Linked DNA regions of Mus musculus: regions 2, 3 and 4 are each linked to region 1. The links are chromatin contacts, called in public Hi-C, Micro-C and promoter capture Hi-C maps. All regions are on one chromosome and are shown on one strand. The core of a region is the stretch at or near the end of the contact, and the rest is flanking DNA. Distances in the headings are between cores, read along the strand shown.

Evidence for each region. Promoter capture Hi-C pulls out the DNA fragments that hold promoters and counts their contacts. Hi-C and Micro-C count contacts between places; a contact is called where the count stands out from the background.
Region 2: a contact with region 1 is called in a Hi-C map of olfactory sensory neurons, with 1.5 times the contacts expected there. The contact joins the enhancer-like site here to the promoter of Tmsb10 in region 1. A contact is called at or near these places in 2 of 39 promoter capture datasets (the SN4741 cell line and cranial neural crest), 1 of 484 Hi-C or Micro-C datasets (olfactory sensory neurons) and 3 of 115 datasets of contacts at active chromatin or transcription factors (bone marrow-derived macrophages and embryonic stem cells).
Region 3: a promoter capture Hi-C map of the HPC-7 cell line shows a contact between it and region 1, with 3 times the contacts expected there. The contact joins the enhancer-like site here to the promoter of Tmsb10 in region 1. A contact is called at or near these places in 12 of 39 promoter capture datasets (the C10 cell line, the HPC-7 cell line, the SN4741 cell line and 6 more), 1 of 15 datasets of contacts at CTCF or cohesin (the NIH/3T3 cell line) and 13 of 115 datasets of contacts at active chromatin or transcription factors (VIP interneurons, bone marrow-derived macrophages, craniofacial prominence and 7 more).
Region 4: a Micro-C map of embryonic stem cells shows a contact between it and region 1, with 4 times the contacts expected there. The contact joins the promoter of Tcf7l1 here to the promoter of Tmsb10 in region 1. A contact is called at or near these places in 5 of 484 Hi-C or Micro-C datasets (embryonic fibroblasts, embryonic stem cells and uterus), 5 of 115 datasets of contacts at active chromatin or transcription factors (embryonic stem cells, memory CD8 T cells, pancreatic cancer cells and 1 more) and 1 of 9 other capture datasets (adipose tissue).

Annotation. Positions count from the first base shown.
Region 1 is chr6:72,957,131-72,959,830 of GRCm38.p6, forward strand. It overlaps Tmsb10 (thymosin, beta 10), which reads right to left and starts at 1,353. Exons shown (of 3, transcript NM_025284.4): 1 at 1,207-1,353; 2 at 783-894; 3 at 217-522. The coding sequence starts at 882. The coding sequence ends at 488.
Region 2 is chr6:73,089,953-73,092,652 of GRCm38.p6, forward strand. It overlaps Dnah6 (dynein, axonemal, heavy chain 6), which reads right to left. Exons shown (of 77, transcript NM_001164669.1): 47 at 2,089-2,241. Among named protein-coding and RNA genes, the nearest start is that of Gm24533, 50 kb to the right of the region's middle. Within about 2 kb of position 1,344, at least 5 of the 459 cell types and tissues checked have an H3K27ac peak or open chromatin away from gene starts, as enhancers often do. A contact at or near this core is called in olfactory sensory neurons, where this site is marked.
Region 3 is chr6:73,180,808-73,183,507 of GRCm38.p6, forward strand. It overlaps Dnah6 (dynein, axonemal, heavy chain 6), which reads right to left. Exons shown (of 77, transcript NM_001164669.1): 12 at 900-1,020. Among named protein-coding and RNA genes, the nearest start is that of Dnah6, 39 kb to the right of the region's middle. Within about 2 kb of position 1,419, at least 30 of the 459 cell types and tissues checked have an H3K27ac peak or open chromatin away from gene starts, as enhancers often do. A contact at or near this core is called in the HPC-7 cell line and bone marrow-derived macrophages, where this site is marked.
Region 4 is chr6:72,787,730-72,790,429 of GRCm38.p6, forward strand. It overlaps Tcf7l1 (transcription factor 7 like 1 (T cell specific, HMG box)), which reads right to left and starts at 1,316. Exons shown (of 12, transcript NM_009332.3): 1 at 981-1,316; 2 at 833-896; 3 at 482-609. The coding sequence starts at 1,223.

The DNA.
Region 1 (2,700 bases), core at 103-2,602:
ATTTTTCAAAATGGGGTTAAAATTGACATGGATCGCATTAAGGGCGAAGCAACTGAGAACCCAGGAAACCGCATGTCGAGAAGCACGTAAAACAAAAATAAAAACGATACATCCTCCTCACCCATTCTACCACGTCCCCTCCTCTCTCCCTGCGGCACAACTCACTCCCAGACCGCTCTGCCCACGCATACTCAACTAAAAAATTCAGACCACGCCAACCATGCCACGAGGTGTTTTTATTTTCATCAATCATACAAATAATTTTCTATAATATCCCAGGGCAAACCGGTGAAATTTGGCAGTCCGATTAGTGGAGGGGTCCCCTTCAGAGACCCGCGGGCCGGTGGCATCGGCTCGGAGTGCCCGGGTTTCACAGTGCAGCTTGTGGCTCGCGTCCATCTTGCAGGTGGCTCTTCCTCCACATCACGAGGGGGTCTTGGAGATGATGGGGCGGGGTGGGGTGGGGTGGGGAAATCTTCCTAGGCTTTTAGGAGATTTCACTCCTCTTTTCCTGTTCAATGGCTGCGAAGGGAGGGATGTGGTCATTGGAGCTACCTTACAGCCCCCCATACCCAACCCACAAACCTGGTGTGGGTGAGGCACCCACGAGGCCTGCGGACAGAGAAGGGGTTTGGAAGAGACAAAGTGCTTTGTGTGACTGGAAGGGTGGCTGTGGCCTTAGATTCGGGGTGGGAAGATAGTGGCCGGATGGGGGTGGGGGTGCCGGGCTGGCACAGCAGGGAAGGGAGGAGCGCTGGGGTGGGAACCCGGGGCACACTTACTCTCTTTGGTCGGCAGGGTGTTCTTCTCCTGCGTCTCGGTTTTCTTCAGCTTGGCCTTATCGAAGCTGGCGATTTCCCCCATGTCCGGCTTGTCTGCCATTTTCTTACAACTCTGATGGGCGAAACAAGGTGATAATGGGTGGCCAGGGGCTTGGGGGTGACCAGCGCGTCCTGGATCCCGCGCCTTCCGCGAACGCCTCTCAACGTGGCATTCCCAGTCCTGGGCGTTCCCGCAGCCCGGAGGCCGAGGATCCTAGACTCGTCCACCACACCCTCCCTCCGAAGCCCCAGGGCGTGGCCTGCTAGCCCCAGAAGATTCCAAACCGCCGGGTCGCCTGTTGCAACCGAAGGGGAACGCGCCCGCCAGCCATAAACTGGCCCGACCCCACCCAGGGTAGGCCCCAAGGCCGGCGCTGTGCCTTACCGTGGATTCTCCTTCCGAGCTCGCGCTCCAGGTGCTCCCACTCTCGTTGCTGCAGCAAGAGACAAAAGAGCGGCGCCCGCCCCTCGTCTTATATACACCGCGCCCCGCCCCGCCTCTCGCCCGCCGCAACGAGGGCGTGGCCAGCCCGCGCGGAGGGCGTGGCCAGCGCGCGCGGGGGCTGGGGGGCGCTCAGCATCTCCAGGCTGCCTGGGGCTCCGCCCTTCTCGGCCCGCGTTCCTAACCCGTTGCGATCCCGCGTGGAGGGTGGCAGGCACCAGCTCCCGGTGGTCTCTTTTCTTGATATATCTCCTTTTCCTAGTACCCAGGAGCCTGCTGCTCACCCCGCGGGAAGGGCGTGGGGGGGGGGGCAGCGGGGAAGGACTTGGGGTTTTGTTGAATGTATGTGTGGTGTAGGGTTGTGGGTGTGCGGGCGAGCACGCGCGCTCTGCTGCAGCCCTGCTCGCGGGAGACACCCCACCCGCGTCGCCTCAAGTCTCTTGCGTTTGCTCTCCAGAGTCTCCTTCTTTCTATTTTCTTGTGGTTGGTGCTTCTTAAAACAAGCTGTTTTCAGGCATTGTCTAAGGGCGGAGGTGGGAGCTAGGACTCCCGGGAGGGCTCCGCTGTTCCTTTTCTCAGTGGCCTTTTAGAAACACTGTACTGGAGGGTGCGGTTTTTCTCCTTCAGTTAACCTTCAATGTGGTTTTTAGAAGGAAAAAGAGGGGAAAAAGCTCCTGTGCCTGCAAACCTTGCTTTTTCTTGTTAACCCATTCCAGGAGTGGGATACTGCACTCCTGAAAAAGTTACCTCTTCAGCTCCTACAACCCCCATGGACAGTGAGTTCTATTATATCACCCAGGGCTGAAACGCCATCCATCCCCACTCCCATCCCTTTTCCTGTGTTGAATATAGAGCATATTCTACTGATAGAAGAAAAAGAGGAGAAACATTTCCTGAACGGCAAACTTCATGGTTCAGATAGACAGACAAAGAGCAAAATATCTTTGCTTGAAGTAATAACAGTTTAGTGGGGGTGGGGGTTGTAGAGAGTTGTCTCATCCACGTGGGGCTCACCCACACGGTGGCTTACAAGCATCTGTAGCTCTAGTTTTAGGAGACTTGGCATCCTCTTCTGGCCTGCTTGGGCACCAGGTATGAGTTTGGTGTGCATAAAACACTCATGCACATAAAATAAAAATAAATCTTTTAAAGAAAGTTGTTTCTTATGTAACACAATCCTGTGATTTCTGTACTAGTCTCCTTTTTAAAAAATTATTTTCTTTAGAAAGGGCGTCACCTGTTTATGTAGCCATATGTTTATGGATCTCAGTATGTAGATCAGCCTGGATTTGAACTCATAGAGATTGGCCTGTTTCTTGAATGTTAGGCCTAAAAGCCTGTGTTATCATGCCTGGCTTTGTGCTTTTTATTGCATAGTGACTGGTATTCAGGCCCCCTTTCTCTTGTTATTCTGGACCCCTCCATCTTCTATATCCA
Region 2 (2,700 bases), core at 94-2,593, 130 kb after region 1:
TAGAAAGTGGAGAGAGGAGCTGGGCATTGACATGCACACAATCATTTCCCTGCTTTCCAACTGTGGATGCTTTGTGTGCAATTGCTTCAAGCTCTTGGTACTATGGCTACCCTGCCATGATGGGTTGTACCCTTAATGGGCAGTACCCCGAACTAGGATCTGGAGTAAACTCTTTCATCTTTAAGTTACTTGTGTTAGGTAATTTTTATTAGAGCAACAAGAAAGTAATGAAGACACTCATGCAATCTGAAAGTACTATAAAGGACAGCTAGAGGCAGACCTGATGGTGGTACGGTTCTGTAATTCCAGTTACCTAGGAGGCAGAGGCAGGAGGATGAAGGTTTAGGGCTACCCTGAACTACAGAGTAAGTTCAAGGCTACACTGGGAGATTTACTGAAATCTTGTCTCAAACAATAAAAGTGGAGTGCTGGAGATAAGTGATGGATGGCTTATCTACCATGTGTGAGACCCTGCAGTCAGTCTCGAAGAAAGGAAAAGACATTTTGCAGTTTTCGCTGCAATCTGAGCACTGTATATGACTTTGAGGAGACCTCTTAAGTGGAGAGAGAGAGAGACCTTCATTGGTTTTGTTTTAGGATAGAGAGCAGTCAGGAGTAAGGGGCAGGCCCTTGGCATTTATCTTTGTAGCTGAGAAGCCTGAAAGAATGGTGGCTCTGGAGAGTTAAGTTTTGGATATTACACCTTACTTCCGACATTCCTGCCAAGGAGGAGGATACATTGCTTTGTGGCTGGTGGCTGTTATCAGGGGCACAGTGGTTGGCCACCGGCTGGCTCACTGGTATAACAGGAATGGCACAGTAAAGGCTTGGGCTCCCTTGCCTTTTAATTCCCACAATGTATGTGATGGTTGCTTTTAGTAATCAACTTGACATAACCTGGAATAACCTGGAAAAGAGCCTCAGCGAAGGATTATCCACATCAGGTGTGGCTGTCCGTGGGCGTGGCTGTCTGTGGGCGTGGCTGTCTGTGGGCGTGGCTGTCTGTGGGCGTGGCTGTCTGTGGGCGTGGCTGTGGGGGATTGTCTTGATTGTTCTTTGATGTAGGAAGACCCAGCCCATGGTGGGAGGCACCATTCCATGGACTGGACACTAAACTGTCTGTGAGAGAAGAGCAGATATATGCAGGCAGCCGGGTTGTTTTTGTTTTCTGTCTGCTCTTGACTGTGAAGTGAGATGGCCTGCTTCAGTTCCTGCCCTGACTGCCCTGCTATCAGGGACTGTAATCAGGAATTGTCAGCCAAATAAATCCTTTCCTTTCTAAAATTACTTCTGGTCAGATTATTTCCACGGAACAGGAATGGAATGGATTATTGCACTGAACAGTGTGCATTGCACATTCGTTCCGAGGAGTCGGGCTGCTTCTCGTTCTTTGGCCTCCTGAGGTTTTGCACCTCTCTAATGAGGGCCCCTCTGGCATAAGGTAGTTGCTGCAGTAGACTTGCTGACTGTACTCATTATCATCTCTGGCCCAGGACAGTTCTCACAGGGGACACATTAACTATCCCATAATAATAGCCTTGAAAGTGGAAGGAGGTGCAGAGGGAAGGAAAGCTGGAGAAATGAAGGCGGATATCAGCTATAGTGTGTGTGTGTGTGTGTGTGTGTGTGTGTGTGTGTGTGTGTATGTGAGAGAGAGAGAGAGAGAGAGAGAGAGAGAGAGAGAGAGAGAGGGAGGGAGAGAGAGAGAGAGAGAGAATAGAGCATATTTCTGTTTTCATCGTGTAGGACCTTGCTGCTAATCGAGAGTATAAAAAGCATTGGGCTTGCACCTGTAGCCTTTCTCAGGTGAGAGACTGTAGATGTATCTAACAAGTACAGGCTCAAAGAAGGGGATCTGGCTATGACTGTAATCTCTGCGTAGGCAATGGGATTTCTGATTTCTGTATCCATGGGTATTTCTGAAAGTATAGTGAACAAACACTTTAAACACAGAAAATAAAATAAATAGAATTAAAATAAACAAAAAAAAAAAAAACCCAAACATGTAAAAAAATCTACCCTAACTGAACAAAAGGGCTAAGGCCATCTTTGCTTAGAAAGTTGTATAATAATTCTGGGATGTGCTACCTCATCTCTGTTCCCCTCAGAGATTCCAACTTCCTTTGCTTTTGGTCGGGTGGCTGCTAAAACGTGCTCCAACTCGTCCTTCTCAAATAAATTAGGCACTTCACCAGAATTCAGAATGTTGTTTATGTCTTCAAGGAACTCTTCGACGACGATCTATTGGAAAAGCAAAGTGGCCATCATAAATCTACCATGCTATAGTCATTATATGAAGTTATCGAGTATTCATTCCAAAACTTACAGGTACCGGTTCTACCTTTAAAAGATACTTAAATAGTAAACAGCATCCTAAGTCCTAACACAGGGACTTTATTGAGTTTCCATCTTCTTTTGTTTCTTCCCCTTCACTGCTCATGCTGTGATAAAACACCCTGAACCAAAGTGACATTGGGGAAAAAAAGGGCTTATTTGAAGTACAATTCCAGGTTGCAGTCAAGGCAGGAACTCAAAGCAGCTAGTTACATAACGTCTGCAGTCAAAAGCAGAGAGAAATAACCTTATCTTTGCTGCTTGTTTGCTCATGCTCAGATGGCTTCCTCAATCTTGCCTACTGTTTGAGACCCTCTGCCTAGGGAATGGTGCTGCCCACAGTGGGTTGGGTCTTTTCACAGCAAT
Region 3 (2,700 bases), core at 169-2,668, 220 kb after region 1:
TGGTAGGTCCTGGGCCTGTCAGCAAATATAGTTACAGTTGGGGGGGAGGGCGGGGAGAAGGAGGAGAAAAAAGAAATAGGAGAAAAAGAAGGAGGAGGAAGAAGAGGAGGAGGAAGAGGAAGAGGAGGCACAATGTCTGTTCTTTCATAAGATCACAATTGAATCATAAAAGAAGAAAGCCATAGGCTGCCAGTATACCTCAGAGCATACATCAGGCCCTTCATTTAACCCCTGTGAGTTAGATGATATAAATTATTAAGCTGGTTATTTGGAATAGATCTACTTTGTGTTCAAAAACCATATTTTATAAAAATAAAAATTGGATTTTTTTTCCTGAAAATAAAACGCCATAAAATCAGTCCATAAGGTTAAAAGGTCACTCGCTTGCATCATGCTCTGGAAAAGACATCCTGTGAAACACGTCCAACTCCTGTCACACCCAAGAATAAGGATTCCAATGGAATGGTTTGTCCCCGGGCCTGAATTCAACACTAAGAATTGTTGATCATCCTCACCAGGTCTCAGGGTGGTATAGGAAGAAAATTGTATCTTGAATTTCTGAGACAGAGGGCTTCTGTAAGCCTTGCCTGGCAGGAATGGTAGAATCCCACCTCCTTTTCAACTCTTCACAAGGCACACAGGTCTTACAGCAACCTCGACAGATGGGCCACGCGTGACTGAGGAACCACCCCGCACTTTACCAGATACAGGGATGCGGGCGCAGAGGAAAGAAAATGAGGGATTCCATGGGAAATACCAGATGTGCATAAAGTCCTGCCTTTGCCTGGTCAAACGTTTCAGGTCAACACTCGGTGTCACTGAACACCACCAAACAGAAACCCAGAAGACGACAGGTCTTGTTATCTCGGTCAAATGTGCTTTAGCGAGGGCAGACTCACCAGGCTCCTCCTGCTTCAGGGCTTCTAGATCCAGACTCTCGTTTTCCTTGAAGAATAACTGAAACTTTTCAAATGTCGCTGCGTACAAGCGTGCAGAGTCGAACGCTGCGTGAATTGTTTCCTAAGTGGTGACAGATGAACAAGACTGATTTTTTCCCCTAATATTTCTAGTTACGTGTGTGTGTGTGTGTGTGTGTGTGTGTGTGTGTGTGGTGTGTGTGTGTGTGTGTGTGTGTGAGAGTACGGGCACATGAGTGCAGGTGCCCATGCCCATGGTGGACAGAGGTGTCTGATCCCCCAGAGCAGGACTTCGAAATGTGAGCTGCCTGGTGTGTGTGCTAGAAATGAAGCTTGCACCCTCTGAAGGATCAGTGTGTGTGGTTAACGTCGGAGCCATCTTTCTAACTCTCAAGGGAATTTTTCCTAAGTAGAACACACACACACACACACACACACACACACAGAGCACATCACACCACACCACACCACACCACACAGCACGCATATGTAGATCTCAGTTCTCTATTTTTCTACCAGCCAATAAAAACCATGAGTTCATGACTCTAATCTCAATGCAAAACCATTCAGTTCAGAAAGTGGTCTTTCTTTCCCCACTTGTTAATTCTTTGAAGATATATAATCTCTTCATTCCTGTGCTGGTTAGGGTTGTGTGTTTGTTTTGTTTTGTTGTCACTTTGCTATGAGCTAGAGTGATCTTGGAAGAGGGAACCTTAACTGAGGAATTTCCCTCATTAGATAGTCTGTATGCAAGTCTATAGGGCATTTTCTTGATTAATGATTGGTGTGGGAGGGCCCAGCCCTGTGGGGACAGAGCCATCCCTGGTTTGTTTAACAAAGCATTCGGAGCAAGCCCTGAGGAGTGAGCTAGAAAGCAGCCTTCTTCACTGTCCCTATGTTAGTTCCTGCCTCTTCCTGACCTAACTTAACTCACTGACTGACCACAACTCAGCTGTAAGCTGAAGTAACCCTTTCCTCCCCAGGTTGCTTTTCGTCTCGGTATTTCATTACAGCAATAGCAATCTAACTAGTACAACTGCCCACAATATGGTTTTACTTATTTGTTCAACTGTGGAACACACAGAAAGTGGTCTGGGATTGCAGATACACTGATTCCACGGACAAAAGCAAGCTTAGAAGTTAGCATAAGGTTATGTGGCCAAAGTCCTAACTACTATGTTCAAGTTTATGTGGGGCCCTGAGTTTCAAACCTTTCATTAATAATGATGATGAGGAGGGTGATGGTAGTGGTGGTGATGATAAACTTGCTTTCATCCTCATCTTCCCATTCTTCAGTGTAGTTATGTTGCTCAACTAACTTGGATTTATTTGGTTTTGTTTGTACTTTATTCCCCCTCCACTCTTGTTTAGAACTATATTAAACCTACACTCAGAAGGGTTACTCTCCTTATTGTTTGCACTGCACACCCCCCACTCTGACCCTTCCTGAATCATTTCCACACTCTCCAATGCAGAGCTGTTTTCCTTGGCTTCTGGTTTACGGGCCTCTCTGCCCTGCCCCCTTTTCTGACGCAAAAAGGACAGATGACAGAAAACTGTCTCTTGGCTTGCTCACTTCACAGTGAGTCTTGGATGTCACTCCATACAGTTAACCCCTGTCTTCCTGCCCGGGGATGGGTATTTTGATAGTTTCTGATGTTTCCGCAATCAGAAGCAAGATGCTAAGAGTAGCCTCATGTGTATGTTCTTTTCTATCTCTGACCCTGTGTTTTCAGGTGTGTCTAGAGGTGGCATTGTTAAACCAAAAAGCAAATGCACGTTT
Region 4 (2,700 bases), core at 66-2,565, 170 kb before region 1:
TCACACAAAATAAGGAGTTTGTACAGCTCACAGCAGCCCAGGGAACCCGCAGGTCAGAGGACATCTCAAGTCAGGATCCTCCAGGCCCTTGCCCAACTTTCTCCCTTGCCAAGGGGAAAGCTGACCAATCTCCGGGAAGGAAAGCGAGACACCCCCCCCCCAAACACACACCCCCCACCTCCAAAGGCAGGCACAAATCCAAGTTTTCCTTTGGTAGGAGCAAGGAATTTGGGAGGCTGGGAGGTCCCACCAGGCCGCAATCTCCCAAAGGCGAGAAGTTAAAAGAACTTTACTTTCATCCCGTTACTGGCCAAAAGCAGTCTCATACTAGGCCGCCACAGGGGAGTTTGACTCTGCAAACAAGTTCGGCCCAGGATCAGCTCAGGCAGGAGGCCCCATCCCCCACACCACGGAAAGCCCAGGGGCGCATCCCGCCGGGCCCGACGCCCACCGGTCCCGGCACGGCCGGACTGACACTTACGGTGCGCGCTCCACCAGGAGACAGGGGTCCGTTGGAGAGGTACGGGCTGCTCAGGTCTGGAATCATCAGGAAGGGGTACCCAGGATACGCAGGTCCCTTAAAAAAAGCGCCATCCTGGGGCCTTCTCACTGCGGACAAAACCAAAGTGGAGTGAGGTCAGGGGTCCCCCAGACAGAGTAGCTATCTGGAGCTCGGGGCGGGAATCTGGAACCCGAGCACCCCTCGAGTGAGCCCCAGAGTGGCTGCTGCAGCGATGGGAGGAGAGCAGGGGTTCCGCCACCCGGACCGTGGAGACCCGTACGGCCAATCGCTGATGGCTGGAGAGTGGAGACTGACGGAGAAGGCACTTACCTTCGGCGAAATAGTCGCGCGGCTTCTGGAAAGCGTCCCGGGCGGGCTGCGGGCGCCTCTCCGCCTGTGGAGGAGACACAAAGGCGAGGGCGGGTGAGCGGGAGCGGGACCCGGGTCCCCCAGAGGCTGACCCTAGGAATCCCTTTACCTCGGAGTCCGAGCTACTGCTCTGATTCTCCGATTCGTTGACCAGGGACGACTTGACCTCATCCAGATCCCTCTGCGCCGAAGCGCTGTCGCTGCTCGGCTCTTGCTCTTCGCCCCCCTCGTCCTGGAAGGGGATCAGCTCGTCGTTCGCTCCGAGGTCGTCCCCTCCACTGGTTGCCCCGGCTCCGGAGCCACCGCCTCCCCCGCCGGCGCCGCCACCGCGGCCACCACCGAGCTGGGGCATGGTGGGGCCACGGGCCGGGGCCGCTGCGCTCGGAGCCCCGCGCCCTGCCTGGCCCGGCCCGGCGCCCCTCCCTCCCTCTCGCTGGCCCGGCTCCGATCGTTTGGCCGCTGCGGCGACAAAGTTTTGACAGGGCGTGGCTCTGTGGGAAGCGGGCCCAGCACCGCCCAGCCGGGGCAAGAGACACTCGGCTCCGAATCGTCCCGCAGCACGGAACCTAGGACTCCCAACTAGCCGCCGCCACCGCCGCTGCCTTCTCGGCCCGGGCGTCCCAGCGCCTGGCCCGCCGGGGAGGGGCGATGGGGAAGGAGGGAGGGACCGCCCGGCGGGGCAGGGGGGCCGGAGGGAGGAGCCCCGGCTGCAAGCTGACACCCGCGCCTCTCGGAACCAGGCGAACTGCAGCGCGCGCACGCACACTCGTATTCACACTCGCGTCCTGCTCGCTTGCACCTTCCGGGGCCTACAACTACCCTCCTCGTGCGACCACCCTACCCCTCGAACTTATCCAGATCCCCTCCAGTGAACTCCATGGCTACCCTGGGAAGTCCTTTCTCGCACCCTCCCTCTAAGAGTCTGGCCCGCACTCCTTCACATCCCCTAACTTTCTTTGCAAACAAGCCCCAGAACTCCGCGCGGGTTCCCACTCCGCTCCCACCGCACTGGCAGGCAGCACTGCCCCCTGCGGGACAGCCGAGGACTCGCAGATCCGCCGAGCACAACCACTCAGCCTGCCGAGTACAGGATCCCATCAGCCCTTCTACTCAGCCAGATTTTGTGACACTTTGAAACAAGTTGAGCGGTCTTACATTCCCTTTCCTATGGTATTCCAACGCATTCCTGTCCCCAAACTGTGTTTTTGATCACTTCCTCTTAGTAAGGAACTACTGCAACCTTGAAGATCACGCTTTCTCTCTAAAGCTGGAGAAGAGGTGTGAAATTCAATACTCACTGTCTTGGATTCAGACGGGATTTTAACTGTATTGATTTTAAGAAGAAATTATCACCCAGAACTCCCAAAGCTGATTAGGAAGCTGCCGTGATAGCCCACAAGCACCATAAGCAAATTACCTAACTAGCTTCATAGGTAAAAAACAGACTTGAGAGAGTATCTGGGCGCTAACAAGATGGCTCAGCAGGTACTTACCGTCAAGCCCCATGTCTTCAGTTCCCTGTCCGGTACCCACATGGTGGAAGTAGAGAACAGACACTCGTCCTCTAGCTTCTACGTGTGGACCATGCCATGTGCACTCATTCCCTCACAAGTTAGGTATCATTTAAAAGATGGAGATGGTAGAGCGTGTATTTAGCATTCATGAGGTCCTGTGTTCAATCCTCGGGACTAGATAGACTCATATATCCTCAGTCAGCTGGGGATGGGGGAAGTAACGCCACTTGGAGCCATCCTCCATGGGGACATTGGTGACAACATAAATTTTAAAATCAGTCTAGAACGTCAGTATGAGCATATTTTTTAAATGTT